Regions from separate parts of the Sus scrofa genome. Here region 1 is linked to region 2. A link is a contact called in public HiChIP or PLAC-seq data. All regions are on one chromosome and are shown on one strand. The core of a region is the stretch at or near the end of the contact, and the rest is flanking DNA. Distances in the headings are between cores, read along the strand shown. Region 1 holds the start of MED7 (mediator complex subunit 7). Region 2 overlaps CYFIP2 (cytoplasmic FMR1-interacting protein 2).

Region 1 (4,321 bases), core at 1,120-3,619, 140 kb after region 2:
GACTTGTACTTATTTCCACATAGAACTAATACAAAAGGCTGGTGTGGTAGTGGGGAGTATGGGAGAAAGAGGAGTAAAAGATGAATATTTGGATTTGAGCCTTTGCAATTGAGTCAAGTTGCAACTGAGTGAAGATGTGTAATACTTTTGAATAAAAGGGTCTGAGTGCAAAAGAGAGGATGTTGCCTCTTCCTGGATATCACCTGCGTAGCATCACCTAGAGAATATCCCGCTAAGAACTGAGAACTGAGTCCTGGGGCAATTCGAATGATTGAATGTGCCAAAGGCTGCTGAGAGTAGAATAAAATGAGGACTAAGAATGCCCATTGGAGGGAGATCCCTTGTGGTACAAAGGGTTAAGGATCTGGTGTTCTCACTCCAGCCTCTCAGGTTGCTGCTGTGCTGCAGTTTTGATTCTGGTCCAGGAACTTCCACACAAAAAACAAACAAACAAACAAAAACAAAAACAAAAACAAAACCCTTAGAGGACACCATGTAGGTCACGTTGGTCTCAGGGAAGGGAGAAAAGCCTGAATGGAGTACGATCAAAAGTGAACATGTTTCAGAGTTCCTGCTGTGGCTCAGCGGTTAACGAATCCGACTAGGAACCATGAGGTTGCGGGTTCGGTCCCTGCCCTTGCTCAGTGGGTTAAGGATCCAGCGTTGCCGTGAGCTGTGGTGTAGGTTGCAGACGCAGCTCGGATCCCAAGTTGTTGTGGCTGTGGCATAGGCCAGCAGCTGTAGCTCTCATTCAGCCCCTAGCCTGTGAACCTCCATGTGCCACAAGTGTGGCCCTAAAAAGTCAAAAAGCCAAAAAACGAAAACAAAAAAAAAGTGAACATATTTCTTCAACAAATAAATTGATGTGTGTGGGGGGGGGGACTGAAATGGAGGAAGGAAACTATAGATTAAAAGATAATAGAAAGAGGAGTTCCCATTGTGGCTCAGCAGTTAATGAACCTGACTAGCATCTGTGAGGATGAAAGTTTGATCCCTGATCTTGCCCAGTGGGTTAAGGATCCAGCTTTGCCCTGAGCTCTGGTGTAGTTCACAGACGTGGCTTGGATCTTGCATTGCTGTGGCTGTGGTCTAGGTCAGCAGCTACAGTTCCAATTAGACCCCTAGCCTGGGAACCTCCATATGCCCTGGAGTGTGGCCCTAAAAAGCCAAAAAAAAAAAAAAAAAAAAAAAGATAATAAAAAGATACATCAGCTAGTCACAAAAGACTTCATTGCATCTTCAGACATTTGGTATTTTCATACTGATTTCATTGATGAAACTAAATCAAGTTATTAACTTATTTTTAAATGAGACAGTGGTTCTGTGGTTCAATGAAAACAACAATAAAACCCCCAAACAAGTCTTTATCTTTCAGAAATGCATACTGAACTGAAATAATGTCTATAGGTAGATAATTATTGAAATTGAAAGTAGAGACTATTCTCTACTTCTATATATGTTTGGAACGCTTCATAGTAAGTTTTAAAAACTGGAATAAAAAAATCTTTTTTTTTTTTTTTTTTTTTTTTTTGTCTTTCTGTCTTTTTAGGGCTGCACCCACTGCATATGGAGGTTTCCAGGCTAGGAGTCCAATTGGAGCTGTAGCTGCCAGCGTAAGCCAGGGCCACAGCAAGGCGGGATCCGAGCCGTGTCTTGGTAGCATGCTTTTTTGTAAGATTCCCACAAATTTAGAAATGTGTAGCACTTCTTGAAAGTCGCCTCCAGAAGAAACTCTTACATATCGTTTTGTTTTATGCTTGTTAATTTGTTGCCTGGAAATGTAACAGAATCTGAATACGTGAATAAAACTGAATGGACGGTGAAGAAATATAAATTAAGAATATGTTGCTTCCCAACCATTTTCACACATATTTCGAGATTAAGATTTCCATGTTCCAAATTATTTCCAGCATGTGGAGTCCAATCTCATTTCTTAAGGTTATTTTTAAAATTATTTATTTATGTATTTATTTAAATGTTGTTTTTGACAGTGGGGTAACATTTTTTTAAATGTAACGTTTAAAAATAGCTGCTTGTCTCTATTTTTTAAAGTTTATGTAAGGCATATGGATGCTTTAATTTTAAGCGTTAAAAAAAAACAGCAAAAAAAGAAACGACGCTACCACGTGCCACTGCTACTGATAGAAAAAGCACAAGAAAAGACTCCAACACCCCAAACCCTGCGGCTGCCGCCAAATCGCGGAAAGAGCGGGGAGAGAGGAGGTTATGCGCAGGCGCAATAGCGAGCCATCGGTCTGAGGCGGGACTAGAGCCTGGGTTAAAGGACAGCTCTTTCCGCCAGTCAAGAGACAGCACCAGTAGCTTCTTCCGGGAAGAGGAGGCCGGAAGTTGGACTTCGGCTGTGGTGGCGAAGGCGGTTACCAGTGTAAACCCAGTACCGAGGTGAGTGGGCGGCGACGACTTGGGGCTCGGTTCCGTCCGCTGCATTTCTCCTTCCGGACCCCGCCGCTTCCTCCCGGCGGGCTGGGAGTGGTGGGAGGCTTGGCGCATAGTGTGCTCGCCCACCTTCCTCTCCCGCGCCCTTCGGGGAGCGCGGCCTCCCCGACCCCCGCGGAGCCGCCGGGTAGAGCGCCTGGAGGAAGGTGCTCTCCGCGCAGTGGGCTGCGGGCTGCTTCCGAGTCGGGATCTCGAGCTGCGCCGGAGGTCCGGGGAGCTGAGTTCCAGTCGTGTGCCGCTGGTTTGTGTAGCCTCTGCAAGTCTCTTGGCCCCTCCGGCTTTATGAGATAACCAACCCTCCCTCGGGGATCAGTCCTCTAATCACATGAAATAGTGGGAGGCTGGGAAGGAGGTAGAACTATAGCCTCATCATCAGATCATCCAGAGAGGTTTTGAAGGCAGCTTTTAAGCGTCCCCCTTCACAGTAGAGAAGTGAGCAAAACCTCTGGGACTGGCACCCTGGAATACCTTTCTGTTTTAGTTAAGTCCTCCAAAACGAAACAGACACTGAAAGGTGGATCTTCAATCTGATCACCACCTGTGATGCCTGGCGCTGGTTTTACCAGAGACTTCCATCGCTTTTGACAAGTTCAGCTGAGAGAAGTGATGGAGAGAGAAACATAATTTCTGTAGTATATCAAGTTTTTTTTGTATTGTTAGGCTCTTGGTACTTCACTGATTTGAGAGAGCTTGATGGTGCAACAAAAAGGACCTAGATAAGAATTCCTGCTCTGCCATTTATTAGCTTTTTGATCTGGTTGCAGACACTCCCTCTCAATGAGACAGACTTGTAATTATCAGCTCTAAAATGAAATCGATAGTGGTATTAAACTCACAGAAATATTACGAAGCTTAAGTAAGGGAGGGTATAAAACAGTGATACTGGAGTTCCCGTCGTGGCGCAGCGGAGAGGAATCCGACCTGGAACCATGAGGTTGCGGGTTCGACTCCTGGCCCACTCAGTGGGTTAAGGATTTGGCCTTGTGGTGAGCCGTGGCATTGGCCGCCAGCGGTAGCTCGGAATTGACCCCTAGCCTGCTTCTGAAATTGGGAAACCTGCTTCTAAAATTGAGACGGCCACTCTGAGGGCACCGAGAGGAAGGGGAGTGTTCTGGGAGCCCCAGGTCCGGGATCCAGGGCCCACTGCATGGAAGGTGTTCTGATGTTTGTTGAATGATGGAATAGTTGAAATCTTAATAGTCTGTTAGATGGGAAGGATCCTTTTTAAAATTTGCTTTTAACGGTGCATTAGTCTGAATGTTTTCAAGCTTTTATTCACATTTCCATTTTCTTTGTCATCTTTTGCCTGTTTTTCTATTAATTTTTAAAAATATAGGTTAAAAACAACCACAACTCATTGAATCTTTATTGAGGATTTAGCACCTTCTAGGCATTGCTTGAAATACTGGAGGTACATTTTTGAATAAGACAGACAGTTCCTGAAGTCGTAGTGCTTTTCTTCTTGTGGGGATGGAGTCAGTAAAAAAATCAAAATTAAATTCCTAGTATTTGTCCTTTGTTAGCTTGCAAGCATTCTTCTCCCAGAAAAATGGGATTGTTTTTTAATTTCGTTTATGATATACTTTTCTATATGGTTTTTAGATTTGTTTTTGGTAGTCAGATCTGTTGGTCTTTTGTAGCACCCTTAAGCCGTGTAGTTATCTGTTGTCCATTTTCCTTGATAGATTTTTAAGCAACGCTAGGATGGAGGCAGTGTTTCTTAAGAGAGAGAATGGTGTAGTGTTTGACATTCTCAGACTCTGGATCCTTCCTTTACTCTGTGACTTTATAGAAGTGGGTCAACCTTTCTGAGCCACAGTGGTCTCATCTCCAAATTGGAAAGAGCACTTTTCTTTTCTTAGAT
Region 2 (4,227 bases), core at 1,602-4,101:
AATGGATGAATGGATAAAAAAATGTGGAATAGCCAAGCAATGGAATAGAACTCATCTGCAATAAGGAATGAAGTACCAATCCCTTCTACAACAGGGACGAACTTTGAAAACATTACGTTGAGTAAGAGGGGCTGAACACAAAGGCCACATGCTATAAAATTCCATTGAGATGAAAGGTTCTAAACAGACAAATCCAAAGAAATAGAAGGTAGATGAGTGGTTGGGGGAAAGTAGAATTGGGAGGGGCTGCTAATGGGTTTGGAATTTCTTTTGGTGATGATGGAAATTAGATTGTGGTGATGGTTGTGTAACATTGGGAATATTCTACACAAACACTAAATGGTATACTTGAAATGGTAAATTCTATGTTGAATGATGCACATCTCAAAAAATACAATAAAAAGAGTATTACCAGATCATTTCTTTTGTGTATGGATACAAAAATGAACCTTGGAGTTCCCGTCGTGGCGCAGTGGTTAACGAATCCGACTAGGAACCATGAGGCTGAGGGTTCAATCCCTGCCTTTGCTCAGTGGGTTAAGGATCTGACGTTGCTGTGAGCTGTGGTGCAGGTTGCAGACGCGGCTCGGATCCCGAGTTGCTGTGGCTGTGGCATAGGCTGGAAGCAAAAGCTCCGATTATACCCCTAGCCTGGGAACCTCCACATGCTGCGGGAGTGGCCCTAGAAAAGGCAAAAAGACCAAAAATTTTAAAAAATTAAAAAAAAAAACAAAAATGAACCTTAACTGGTTTACTTTTTAGTCCACCTCTCATATCTATTTCAAAATATGTTCCTAGCACAAGATGAGTTTTAATTAGGAGTTTATTACTTTTTTATCTTTGTTTTCAACAGCCAATGTCACTGATGAGTCACACTTTCAATTCTTAATTTAGAGAACCTTTAAAATCAGGAACATGTTCTCCTGGAGGCTAGAGAGAACCTGTAGGTGTCCTGCTGCTGTTGCTGCAGAACAAGTGTCAGAAAAGGGTGACAGTAGCTAATGGAGAGAACACTTGCCTACTTCTCAGCATCCGGCCACCCACCGGCAGGTGTGATTATTCTGACCAATTCATCCAGTGAACCCTCCCCTGAGCACTCATGGGTCCCAGGCTCTGTGCTCTGTGCTGGGGCACAGGCCACTGAACAAGGATGACGGGGACTCTGCCCTGTGGACAGTTCAGCTGACCATCAGTCAGATTTGTTACATAATTATGCCTGGAATACAGAGGTCAGGGTGGTGTGGTGAGATGAGCCCTGGGCTCAGCAGACTTGAGTTCTGGTCCTGGTTCTTTGTGGACCTACCTTTTATCTGAAAAATATCACGATTTTCTTGTTTGGAGGCCAAGAGTTGGCCTAAATCACTGGCTTTCAGCCTTGGCTGCCCATGAGTCATCTGGGGAACTTTGAGAATGCCTGATGCCCAGGCCATGCTCCACTGGAATAAAATCATTGTCTCGGGGGGGGGGGGGGGGACAGGCATCAATGATTTTTAATACTTTCCAGGTAATTCCAGTCCAGGTTGCCAGCTGCAGGGCTAAGGACCTCTCAGTCCTTTACATCTGAAGATTTTCTAAGTCCATGACATAAACCCAATGTGAGTTCGGTTCCTATTTCATATAGTGACAAACTGACCTCTCACTGCTTACTCAGGACACTCAGCCCCATCTCACCCCCCAGGAAAGAACTCTTGCTGTTCCTCAGAGGGGATCATTGGCATGGTTTGCACACTTTCTCCTCCTCCTCCTCTCTCTGGCTATCCTGCCCTTTGAGAGACTGACCTCGTCCCAGGGTGGGCAGGAGAAGTTCAAGAAGAGGAGCATCTAATGAAGCCACTTACTTGCTGTTGCTAAGCTACCTTAGAGAAAGGTGCAGGGTGGAAGTTGTGGAGGAAATGATGTTTTGGCATCATCCATGAATACCAACAGTTCACCCTATTTTGACCCCCTCTAAAGCCATATCAACACTATCTCTCTGTTGGTAGAATAATGGTCCCACAAAGACGTCCACATCCTAATCTCCAGAACCTGTGAAAACACCACCTTACACAGCAAAAGGGACTTGACAGGTGGAATTAAGTTAGGAACCTGGAGAGGGGGAGGTTTTCCGCGATTACCTGCCGGACCCAATGGAATGGCAAGGGTCCTGGCAAGTGAAAGAGGGAGGCGGGAGAGCCAGAGCAGGAGCCGTGAGGATGGAAGCAGAGCATGGAGTGGTGGGATTGCTGGCTGGGAGGGGGCTGAGCCAAGGTATGTGGGCAGCCTCTAGAAGCCAGAACAAGGTAACAGATGCTCCTGCAGAGCCTCCAAAAAACAAATGCCAGCCTTAACTCTGTAAAACCCATGTCAGACTTCTGACCTAAAGAACTGTATCTCCACTGAGTGAAGTAAGTCCGACAAAGAGAGACAAACATCATACAGTACCACTTCTATGTGGACACTAATAAAAATGACACAAAAGAACTTATTTAAAAAACAGAAACAAACTCACAGATTTCAAAACCAATCTTACGGTTACCTCAGGGGAAACCGTTGTGGGGAAGGAAGAACTGGGAGCGTGGGAGTAACATCTACACCCTGCTGTACAAAATAGATGATTAACGAGAACCTACTGCAGAGCACAGGAAAGTCTGCTCAATAGTTGGTAATAACCTATACAGGGAAAAAAGAATGGCTATATTTGTATGTCTGACTGATTCACTCTGCTGTACATCTGAAACTCATACATTGTAAGTCAACTATACCCCAATAAAATTGAATTAAAGCAAATAAACTTGTATAGTTGTAGGACACTGCTCTGGGCCCATCTGTTACAGCAGCAGTAGGAAATGAATACCCTTCCCCTCCACACGGGCGCTTCCTCTGACTTCCCCATGGGCGCCCCCACCTGGCATTTCCAGGAAACCTCTGTCAGCACTGTTCTGCCCCCCAGAGCTCCAGGGCCCAGCAGACTGTGAAGCCAGCAGACTACGGCAGGTTGACCTTCACTGTCTCTCCTATGCCTGTCCCCTTAGCCACCCCTCCCAGCTTGGCCCTCATTCAGCCCTCGATGCCTCCAGTGTAGATAAGTTTATCTCAGTGGATGTACTCGCCTCGCTCACACCTCCTCACTGTTCATTCTGCACAAAACAAATGAAGCGTATGCCCCAAGCGTAACTCTGTTGGTATTTCTCCCATCAATGAAAAATTTCCATCGCTGCCAATTTCTGATTAAATGCATGGAAGCTCTCTGTGATGGGCTGACTTGTGTCCCTCCAAATTCATATGTTGAAATCCTAACCCTGGTACCTCAGAATGTGACTCTGTTGGGAGACAGGGCCTTTAAAGAGGTGATTCACTTAAAATGAGGCCCCTTCGGTGGACTGCAATCCAATCTGACTGAATTTGGACACACAGACAACATACATGTGCTCACACAGAGAAAAGACCGTGTGAGGACACGGCCAGAAGGCGGCCACCTGTAAATCATGCAGAGGCCTCAGGAGACGGCAACCCTGCTGACATCTTGATATTGGACTTCTTGTCTCCAGAACTGCGAGATAATACGTTTGTTATTTAAGCCACGCCATTTGTGGTATTTTATTACGGCGGCTCTACTGAACTAATACACCCTAGATGCACTGACCTTATCTAATTTGTCATAAATAATACAGAATATTTCCCTCTATGGACTTTACAGTCCAAACCCAGGCAGTCTCTGAAAACTTCTGCCTCTGTGCCTTTGCTCATCCTGCATCCCCTAGCTAGGCCCTCCCCGTCTCACCTCTGACAGATAAAATTCTCATTGTGTGGGACAGCAGAGGTCAGTGGAAAGAGATCATGGCTGGGAATCGTAAGTCCTGGATTCAAGGTTCAACCCTGTGATTTACTAATTGTGGGATCATGAGCTATTGGCTTATTAAGTCCTCTAGGTCTCAGTTTTCTCATCCCTAAAATGGGTATAATGATCTCTTTGCAAGTCTCAGGGCTGTTACAAGGTTCCAATGATATCATGTATGAGAATACCTTAGAGTTTAAAGTACTATGTGTGTGTGTGTGTATATATATATATATATATATATATATATATATAGTTATAGTATATATATATATAGTTATAATGTGTGTATATAGAAGGCCCTAGTCAAAAACCACTTCCTTCATTAAGCTTTCTCCGACCCTCTCACTGCCCCTTAAAAACTCTGAACTATCACCATGTCTCGTTCCTTTAACTTTGTACATTTTTATTTG

Evidence for each region. HiChIP or PLAC-seq counts read pairs in DNA pulled down with a chosen protein or histone mark.
Region 1: a contact with region 2 is called in an H3K27ac HiChIP or PLAC-seq map of alveolar macrophages. The contact joins the promoter of MED7 here to the enhancer-like site in region 2. A contact is called at or near these places in 5 of 47 Hi-C or Micro-C datasets (alveolar macrophages, blood, skeletal muscle and 1 more) and 2 of 2 datasets of contacts at active chromatin or transcription factors (alveolar macrophages and skeletal muscle).

The regions. Positions count from the first base shown.
Region 1 is chr16:66,112,473-66,116,793 of Sscrofa11.1, forward strand. It overlaps MED7 (mediator complex subunit 7), which reads left to right and starts at 2,370. Exons shown (of 2, transcript NM_001044615.1): 1 at 2,370-2,403. All of the region lies in intron 3 of FAM71B (protein FAM71B), which reads left to right.
Region 2 is chr16:65,972,495-65,976,721 of Sscrofa11.1, forward strand. The region is part of intron 3 of CYFIP2 (cytoplasmic FMR1-interacting protein 2); the gene reads right to left. Among named protein-coding and RNA genes, the nearest start is that of CYFIP2, 27 kb to the right of the region's middle. Within about 2 kb of position 2,852, at least 7 of the 83 cell types and tissues checked have an H3K27ac peak or open chromatin away from gene starts, as enhancers often do. A contact at or near this core is called in alveolar macrophages, where this site is marked.